Linked DNA regions of Sus scrofa: region 1 is linked to region 2. A link is a contact called in public HiChIP or PLAC-seq data. All regions are on one chromosome and are shown on one strand. Each heading gives the region's core, a stretch centred on a gene start, on an enhancer-like site or on the middle of the called end of the contact. The rest is flanking DNA. Distances are from core to core; before and after follow the strand shown.

Evidence for each region. HiChIP or PLAC-seq counts read pairs in DNA pulled down with a chosen protein or histone mark.
Region 1: an H3K27ac HiChIP or PLAC-seq map of alveolar macrophages shows a contact between it and region 2. The contact joins the promoter of GSTO1 here to the promoter of STN1 in region 2. A contact is called at or near these places in 1 of 5 promoter capture datasets (fetal liver), 1 of 47 Hi-C or Micro-C datasets (heart right ventricle) and 1 of 2 datasets of contacts at active chromatin or transcription factors (alveolar macrophages).

Annotation. Positions count from the first base shown.
Region 1 is chr14:115,204,417-115,208,947 of Sscrofa11.1, forward strand. GSTO1 (glutathione S-transferase omega 1) reads left to right here and starts at 2,018. Exons shown (of 6, transcript NM_214050.2): 1 at 2,018-2,123; 2 at 2,341-2,449. The coding sequence starts at 2,090.
Region 2 is chr14:114,847,779-114,852,298 of Sscrofa11.1, forward strand. STN1 (STN1, CST complex subunit) reads right to left here and starts at 3,110. Exons shown (of 10, transcript NM_001243685.1): 1 at 2,990-3,110; 2 at 2,503-2,676. The coding sequence starts at 2,635.

The DNA of each region.
Region 1 (4,531 bases), core at 768-3,267, 360 kb after region 2:
GAGTCCCAGAGATTGCCAGCAAACTGCCAGACTCTAGATGAGAGGCATGGAACATATTCTCTCTCACAGTCTTGAAAAGGTACCAACCCTGCTGACACCTTGATCTTAGACTTCCAGCCTTCAGAGCTGTGAGAATAAATTTCCTTTGTTTAAGCCACTCAGTTTGTGGCACTATGACATAGCAGCCCTAGCAAACTAATACAAGGGTGGAGTTAGGATCAAACCCAGGCAGGAAGGCTCTGAGATGGGTTTGTTTATCACCTCACTCTGCCTCTCACAAGACAGAACTTATCAAAATAAAAATACTACCCAGCTCCCCCACCACCACTTGCCCTCAATAAATGGCACAGGAGTTACTAGCTTGAAAATATATTTGGACAAACAAAACATTGACTACCCTTTTCCAGTATCTGTACCATGTACCGTAGAATCCCCTCTTTCCCAACCTCTAAATTAAGAGGAGCTAATAAAGCAGTGGTTCTGGCCAGACGTTATTCATAGACTTGTGGACTAAATTCACTAACCCACCTGCCTAACTCTGAGTCTATTTGGGCTTCAATTTCTCCATATTTAAATTTTGAAAGCAGACCATCTTTCTGAGGTTAGCAATATCCAGATATGGGCTGTTTTCTTTGGGTGAAAATTAAAAGTGTAATGGAGCAAGACTGTATGAGGCTCTTACTGTAGAAAAGAATAATGGGACATTCTTTTCCCTGCTAATAAAAAGGAAAAACAAAGTAAATGGCTGTGGGAACAGCAAAAACAGGCCTTAAAGTGTTAAGCAGCCCTAATTTTAACTGTTTTTAGCTATCGCTAATCTTGAGTTCATGTAACTAGATTTGTCCCTCACAGAGCTAGTTCCTTAATCACTCTCTGAATTATTTCCAGCACCTGGCATTCCTTTCTCCTCACTCTCCCTTGTAGTATTCTTCATTTCAGAGAAGAAAGTCTCAGGCTGATAACCGCAGAGAGAGCAGAACCAGTTACTGATCTACCTGATGCGAGCTGTGACTGGATGTTTTGTAGGAGGAAAAAGGATGCGAGGCTGACACAGCTTTGATCTCAATCACCTATCCCTAGACAATGAGCCCTGACTGTAGGACTTCTTCCTTTTCCCAAGGATGGGGAACACAGTCTGTGACAATGACCTACTGTGTTCCCTCTTTGCCTGGCAAATACATAAAGCTACTCTTTCTATTTCCTCCAAAACTCTGTCTTCATATTTTTATTTGGCATCAGTGCACAGAGGCAGCAGAGATTTCAGTAAAAGGTGACAGGGTGAGAGGAGAGACAGCAGCCTTCCCAGTAGTTATATTAGGCTAGTACCAACAGAAAAAGGAAAAGGCTCTCCAGGTGGCTGGGCGACCTGGTCTCAGGTCCTGGAAAAAGGAAACTCTAGAGAACATATTCTGGAATCCTGGGTGTGCACTGGGTCTGGGGCCACAGGCCCTAAAGTCAGGGAGGCCTCGGGGCAGAGGGAGAGCAGCGACCAGGTCGGAGTAATGTGAGGGCTGCCAGGGAGCACCTCCCTGCGGCCTGGGCACTGGCTGAGGGAGATCAGAGTCAGAGTCAGGGTCAGGCGCGGACCCCAGCAGGGTGGACCGGAGACCACCATCGCTCGGGGTCAGAAAAGGCTCTTGAGGATTTAGATCTTCTATTGTGCATCTCGGAGTGCGTGCACCTCATGGCCAGCATGATGAACTGTGGCATAACAGCCACCTGCGGTGTTTTAAGCCTCGCTCTCACTAAACCAGGAAGGCCAGCCCTGGGTGGAATTGCTCCAGGCGGGCATCTCCGCCGGCCGCAATTCGCCTCCAGGCGCCCGGGTTGAGGGCGGCGCCTTCCTTTAAGCGCTGGGTGAGAAAGTGCCTGTGTGCTGGTCGGGCCGCCACTGGGCTCCTGCGCGCCTGTTTGCTTCCAGCGTGGGCGGAGCGCGAGGTCCTGGGCACACCTCCCTGAAGAGCAAGTGAGCCCAGAAGTGGCCTTTCGGGAGGGCACTTCTGGAAGAGATAGGGAGGGAGAGAGTGGCGACCGACTTCCTGAATCGCTGGGCAACTCAGGAAGAGAGCTCAACCCCTGCTGCGCCAAGATGTCTGGAGGATCAGCCAGAAGCCTGGGGAAGGGTAAGGCCGGCCCACCACGATCTGCGGGAAAAATCTGAGCGACCCTCGGCCACGTGTCCGGGAGCCGCTGCTCTGGAGCTGAGCCAGCCATAGGGGGGCCCCCACCTGGGAGAATCGGCCCTGGCCTCAGCGAGCTAGGGCCAGGCCCGGGGTCTGCGGGAGGCCACGGGTCCCAGATACTCTCTGGGCTGTAACTGCCTCCCCTTCTTCCCAACAGGAAGTGCGCCCCCGGGGCCGGTCCCCGAGGGCCTGATCCGTGTCTACAGCATGAGATTCTGTCCTTTCGCCCAGAGGACTCTCCTGGTCCTGAATGCCAAGGGAATCCGGTGAGAACCAAGGCAGCAGCAGCTCTCCTCTCAGGCCAAGAACCAGCTGCTGCAAGCGGCGCGAGTGGGAATCTCAGACAGGGTCCCCATAGCTTCTTTTACTGCAAAATAAATTATTCTCAAACTTTTGGGAGGACATGTAAAGCTATGAACCTAATCCTTTCCTCCGAGGGCAGTGGGAATGCTACAGACTCCACCAGTCTAGAACACCGCATTTAGATTAACAATTTAATGGATCCAGAAAGCTGAAGCTTCAGTAAAGTTAGTGATAGGCTGGGATCACTCGACTGGTATTCAGGTGAGGCTCTTTTAGCTCTGGTAGATTCCCGATTCCTGGTGCACTGTCTTTTCCCTTTCACGCCATTTCTCCATTCTTATCTGGCTTATTTGATATCCTTTCCTGTTATTCTGAAGATAAGATCCCTTCCTGAATTGTTGATTCACCCCAGTCCAGAGTCCAGACCTTGACCTTCCTCCTGGCAGAGTGCTGACATAACTGTACTTTGTATATTTCTAAAGGTTGGATTGTTTGCTGAGTCACAGGAAGTGTCTATGCCTAAAAATTCAGACTTTGGGGAAGAGTCATTGAAACCTGTATGGTGATGACAAATGGGTTATCTGCAGGAAATATGCAAGTCACTTCAGTTTTCTCTGTTAAATATCCATTGTCACTACCTCTCTTCCAATGACTTTTGGAATCTGTTGAACAGACATTAGATGTGGAGGTTTAAAACCAGCCCCTATTCTTAAGAAAATTTCCATTTATGTGCTTAGAGTTCGTAAATTAATTTTAGTTTTCTAGGTGGAGAATTAGGCAAGCAATTCTTTTCCCTAAAAGAAACATAAGATGAGGAGTTCCCTTCATGGTGCAGGGGAAACGAATCCGACTAGGAACCATGGGGTTGTGGGTTCGATGCCTCGCCTCACTCAGTGGGTTAAGGAACCAGCATTGCTGTGAGCTGTGATGTAGGTTGCAGATGAGGCTCGGATCCCAAATTGCTGTGGCTGTGGTGTAGGCCAACAGCTTCAGCTCTGATTAGATCCCTAGCCTGGGAGCCTCCATTTGCCTCGGGTGCGGCCCTAAAAGGACAAAAGACAAAAAAAAAAAAAAAAAAAGAATTGTAAGATGTGCTCTTAAAAAAATGAATTATTTTTGGATTAGCTATCACTGCAGTAAAATTTGCATCTTATTTGGATGAAACTGATTCTAAACACATAGCAAAATACGCAATATTTGGTGAAATTTATCCAAAACTATTTTTATCCAAATACAGTAATATTTCCTGTATTAGTAAGTATTCATTTATTGCAAGAAAGGGAAATACAATTAAAATTTGATTAAAAAAAAAAGCACCATATCTTCTGCTCATACAATTATAAAGTAAGTCCAGAAGCAAGACACAGCTATTATGCTGTGGCACTAAGTCATGGGTTAGTGTCTTTCTGGAACTCTAGGTTGAAGACAACCCTACCTTGTTTACTGAGACAGTTTTCCAAAGGAAAACTGAAGTGATTATACCATGTACATGTGTGTATATGGAAGGTAAAGAGTAATAACAGCTGCTAAGTAGCACAAACAGAGGTCTTCTATGTTCATGGATTAGTTTTGAGTCCCAGGAGATTTCCATTAGTGTACTAGATTTTACCATCTGATAGACTCTAATAAAGCATGGTTTTCTCTAAAGGCACATCTTCCAACTTGTTTGGCAGGGACCTTGACTTGTTGGCTCATGTTGCCAAGTTACCAAGATGCATGTGTGTTCTGAGAACCTTCTTTATTACAAAAGCCCAGTATTTACCTTTCTGTTTCATGGCAAAAAAAAAAAAAAAAAAAAATTCAGAAATGATAATTTCCTTGGCAAGGAGATTAGTTTTTCTTGCAGTGGCTTGTATCTGTGTGTTCAGTGGTCTGTAAGCACATGAACCTTTTGGCACACAGAGGCCAGTGTTCAATCCATGGCCTGGTGAGGGGTGGGGTGTTGCATATTTAAATCCTCAAGCTAGGAGTTCCCGTCTTGGCGCAGTGGTTAACGAATCCAACTAGGAACTATGAGGTTGCGGGTTCGGTCCCTGCCCTTGCTC
Region 2 (4,520 bases), core at 1,860-4,359:
TGGTGCTTGCACCACCGCAGCCTGGGTTCAATCCCTGGTCTGGGAACTGAGAGCCCACATCAAGCCACTAAGCTGCCACATACGTTGTGGCCAAAAACCAAAAGAAAAACAAAACCTCTTCCCTGAAAACCATAAGGGAGTTTGGGTTTTTGAGCCCAAGCTGCATATTCTCCTTGCAGCAAATCTTTCGCAACATTTTGGTTTGTTTGGTCTCACTGTGTATTGGGCACACAAACCTGGGATTGATAGCGGTTTCCTTCCTTTTTTTTTTTTTTTTTTTTTTGTCTTTTTGCTATTTCTTTGGGCCGCTCCCTTGGCATATGGAGGTTCCCAGGCTAGGGGTCTAATTGGAGCTGTAGCCACCGGCCTACACCACAGCCACAGCAACACCAGATCCGAGCTGCGTCTGCAACCTACACCACAGCTCACGGCAACGCTGGATCCTTAACCCACTGAGCAAGGCCAGGGATCAAACCCGCAACCTCATGGTTCCTAGTCGGATTCATTAACCACTGTGCCACGACAGGAACTCTGGTTTCCTTCCATTTTATTTTCAGCTGCTTTAACATAGCTTTTGCTTCTTTTTGGTTGTGGTTTTTTTGTTTTTTTTTTGTTGTGTCTTTTTGCCATTTCTTGGGCCGCTCCCTTGGCATATGGAGGTTCCCAGGCTAGGGGTCGAATCGGAGCTGTAGCCACCAGCCTACGCCAGAGCCACAGCAACGTGGGATCCGAGCCGCGTCTGCAACCTACACCACAGCTCACGGCAACACCGGATCTTTAACCCACTGAGCAAGGGCAGGGATCGAACCCGCAACCTCATGGTTCCTAGTTGGATTCGTTAACTGCTGCGCCACGACGGGAACCCCTTTTTGGTTGTGATTTGAGGGCTTTTTTGGCCACACCCACAGCATGTAGAAATTCCAGGGCCAGGAAGTGAACCCATGCCATAGTAGTGGCCGGAGCCACAGCAGTGACAATGCCAGATCTTTAATCAACTGCACTACCAGGGAACTATAACAGTTTCATTTTAAAAACTGCAACTGAAACATTACTGCCAGTGACATAACCAAGATCACTGCGAGCAGTTTTCCTTGATTAGTTGTTAATACATTATAAAGGCCATCACCCCAGGAGGAGTTAAGCCCTTATTACGCCCCTGATATTTCCTTGAGCACCTACAGAAGAGCTTTAAGCAAGGCTGGCATTTGGTGAGAATTAATTTCTTCCCAAGGAGATGAGCTATAAGGAATACCAGATTGTTCTGGAAAACAGACAACTACGGGGGAAGATGGCTGCCTTCCAAGGAAAAAAAACCAGATCATTTCCAACAATAATTAGAAAATAAAGGTGTGGTGAAAAATCTGTACAAAAGGCTTTAGTATAAGGTCATGCAAATACATTTGTACATACAACGGGAAAATACACAAAATGGGGTCTCATTAAAATGGTGCATATTTGAGATTCTTAACTACTTCTGACTCAGAGCCTGCTAGTCATTCAAAATAGCAAAGAGAGTTTCACCAAACTTCTCATGTAGCACAGTAAACATATGAAGATGTTTACTGCAATTCACAGCAATGTGAATTATTTAAACCTACCCCAAACTGTATTCGTTATATTTGGGGGTATGACCATAACTCTAATAAAAAAAATGATTTGAGTTTATATGTATACTGTGTTGCTCCAGTTACTATTTCTTGAGAACTCACCATATGCCAGGCACTGTTAAGCCACAGATTACAGAGGTGAACAAGGCTCCTCTTCTCAGGGAGTTTATATTGATTCTCTTCTATTCAAAACAAAACCAAACCCCACAAGAAAATCAGGTATGGTTAATCCTCATTTTACAAAGAAGATGCCTAACTTTACCAGTGAGTCACATCCCCAGACCAGGAAAGTGGCCACAGTTAGGAAAGGGAGCAAGGCCTGATATTTCTACCATGAGCAGACCCTCAGAAAAACAACCAAGCTTTTTAAAATATGACAGACCTCAAACCCAGGTAAAAACATGCCTCATATAAAGGTTACTCCTCCAAGCATCTATTTAAAAAATAAAAATAAAAAAGATTTAGGAGTTCCCTTCTTGGCTCAGCAGTTAACGAACCTAAGATCCATGGGGATGCAGGTTCGATCTCTGGCCTCCCTCAGTGGGTTAAGGATCCGGCATTGTCCTGAGCTGTGGTGTAGGTTGCAGACTTGGCTCAGATCCCGTGTTACTGTGGCTGTGGTGTAGGCCAACAGCTGTATCTCTGATTCAACCCTTAGCCTGGAAACTTCCATATGCCACAGGTGCGGCCTCAAAAAAAAAAAAAAAAAAAATTTAGACTGTTTTGAACTTGCTTAGAAATGAACTCCTTTGAGGATCCAGGTTAGATCAGCTTCAAAGCCTGCAGCTGTATGGGCTCTCTCTCCTAAGCCTCTAAGCCCCAGATTTCTGCAGCTTTGGGAAACGGTGGAATGCAGATGCAGCACAGAGAGTCACCAGGCCGACCAGCCACATACCTGGCACCTGGCGGGACTCTTTCAAGTCCAGGATATCCCTAATGTAGAGTTTGGCAAAGGCTAGAAACACTGGATCCAAACCCCACAAAAGGGAAGGCGGTTCCTCTTCACACCGGCTGGATTCAGACTGCATCACTGCATCAGGAGGCCTCCAGCCAACCCAGAGTCGAAGATCTAGATGGGAGACACAAAAATCAGGACGCAAAGCAGTTAAAGTGGATGAATCTGGCACAGCCTCTAATCTGATCTCTGCGCAGGAATCCAGAAGTCTGGGAGGAGTAAACCCAGGGGCCCAAGGCCCGTCAAACTGTACGCACCAAGGGCCTGAGGAAAGAGGCGTTCTTTGCCTGAGGACCTGTGAGTTCCTGAAGCTCTTCCCCAGGAATTTCTGCCCCACGGGAGTGTTTCTCCTTCTCCAAAAAGTACCAATTTTGAAACGGTTAAACACCAACTTTCACTTTGGGGAGAGAGAGCCATACAGGCGTACCCTGAAACCGATTTAATGGGTGGGTCCAAAGAGGAATGGGCGCCCTCGCGGCCAGACACAAGAGGGGCAGAGAGGGTGGGTCTGTCCGAGGCTCTGCCCCTGCACCTTCCGGTGCCCGGGATGAGACTGCGAGAAGGAGGAAAAGGAAACGAAAAGCAGACCCGCTAGTTGCCCCGCCCGTCACGCCCGCGCCGCTAGCCCGCAGGTCTCCCGAGCGCGCAGGCCCGGCTTTCCGGCGCTAGGAGGCCGCCGGCGCTCACGGTCTGGAGGCCGTGCCGCCGGCCCCGCCCAGAGCTGGAGCGCACGGCCCGGGCCCCCGCTGGCCCTCCCGGCGTGCGGTCCGGCGTGGGGGGTGGGGCCCAACTTCGCCCCGCGCGCGGGACTAACCCCTGTGTTCCCGCCCCTGCCTTCCCTTCGGACCGCCTGCGGCTCCGCCCACCCCAACGACGCCCCGCCCCTCTTCGTCATGACCGCACCCTTTGTGCATCCCTCCTTGGCCTCTGCCGATACCCTTTTCCAGGTGGCAGCCGAGCGGGGCTGTAGGCCGGGCTGTGCGGGCTCCGTTTGTCTCTAGTTGCGCCCGCCACGAGCCTCCACGGGAGCGCAGAGCCAAAGTCTCCGGGCCCTGGGAGCTGGCCCTGAAATTCCTGCTGCCCAAACCCCACTTTCCAACTCCTCCCTTCACCCCATTCCCCTAGTGGTGAGACCCTGAGCCTTGACTTTGGAGAGGTGGGAATGGTTCCCGATCTATTAATTGAAGAAAAAAGCAACACCAAAAGCAGGGTTACATTGTGGCATATTTTAGGTGTTTATTTACACTTAATAAATGATCTACCAATACACGCACTTTCTGGGACTCTACAGTCTCACTTTAGATAATGTCACTGCCTAAATTTGAGTCCTTGAGTGAATGTGAGGTCTTGACTCTACTCGAGAGTAGTCTTCTTTGCAAGATCATGGCAAAGTTTGTCTCCTTCCCTTTTATTCTGTGTGTACTCCAGAATGTTGAACATCTAAGAATTTTGAAAACTGGCATTTTGGTAAGCTATGGCCACCTTGATGGTGCTTGTCCCCAGTAGTCCTAACTTAAAGTGAGAAGAAATAGCCATGGTACACTCTCATAAATAAATGAATAAGCCACATCATGACATTACTTGAGATGGCAGGAGTTCTTCCTAATTTACAGGAACTTTGTAAAATGGCAGAAGTACAGGTCTCGCTTGGCAGGAGATTCCCAGGGGAGTTAAGTGGTGGCCAAAGAAAAAATTGCTAAACTATTTAGCAGAGAAGGAACTTGAAGCAGCCGGATGGAAAATGTGTGTCATTTAGAACGATGGCATTTAATTACATCCCTGGTTACTGAAGAAGCTGAAAAACAAAGTCCTTGGTAAAGTATAGCATTGCCCAGACACTACCACAGTGAATGGTTGGGTCCATGGAGTTTAAGATTTAATTAAAAGAACACACCTTTCTGAAAGGGGGAGGTTCTTTTCAAGGAAGCACCCGTAGGACAGGTGCTTCCAGCTGACTT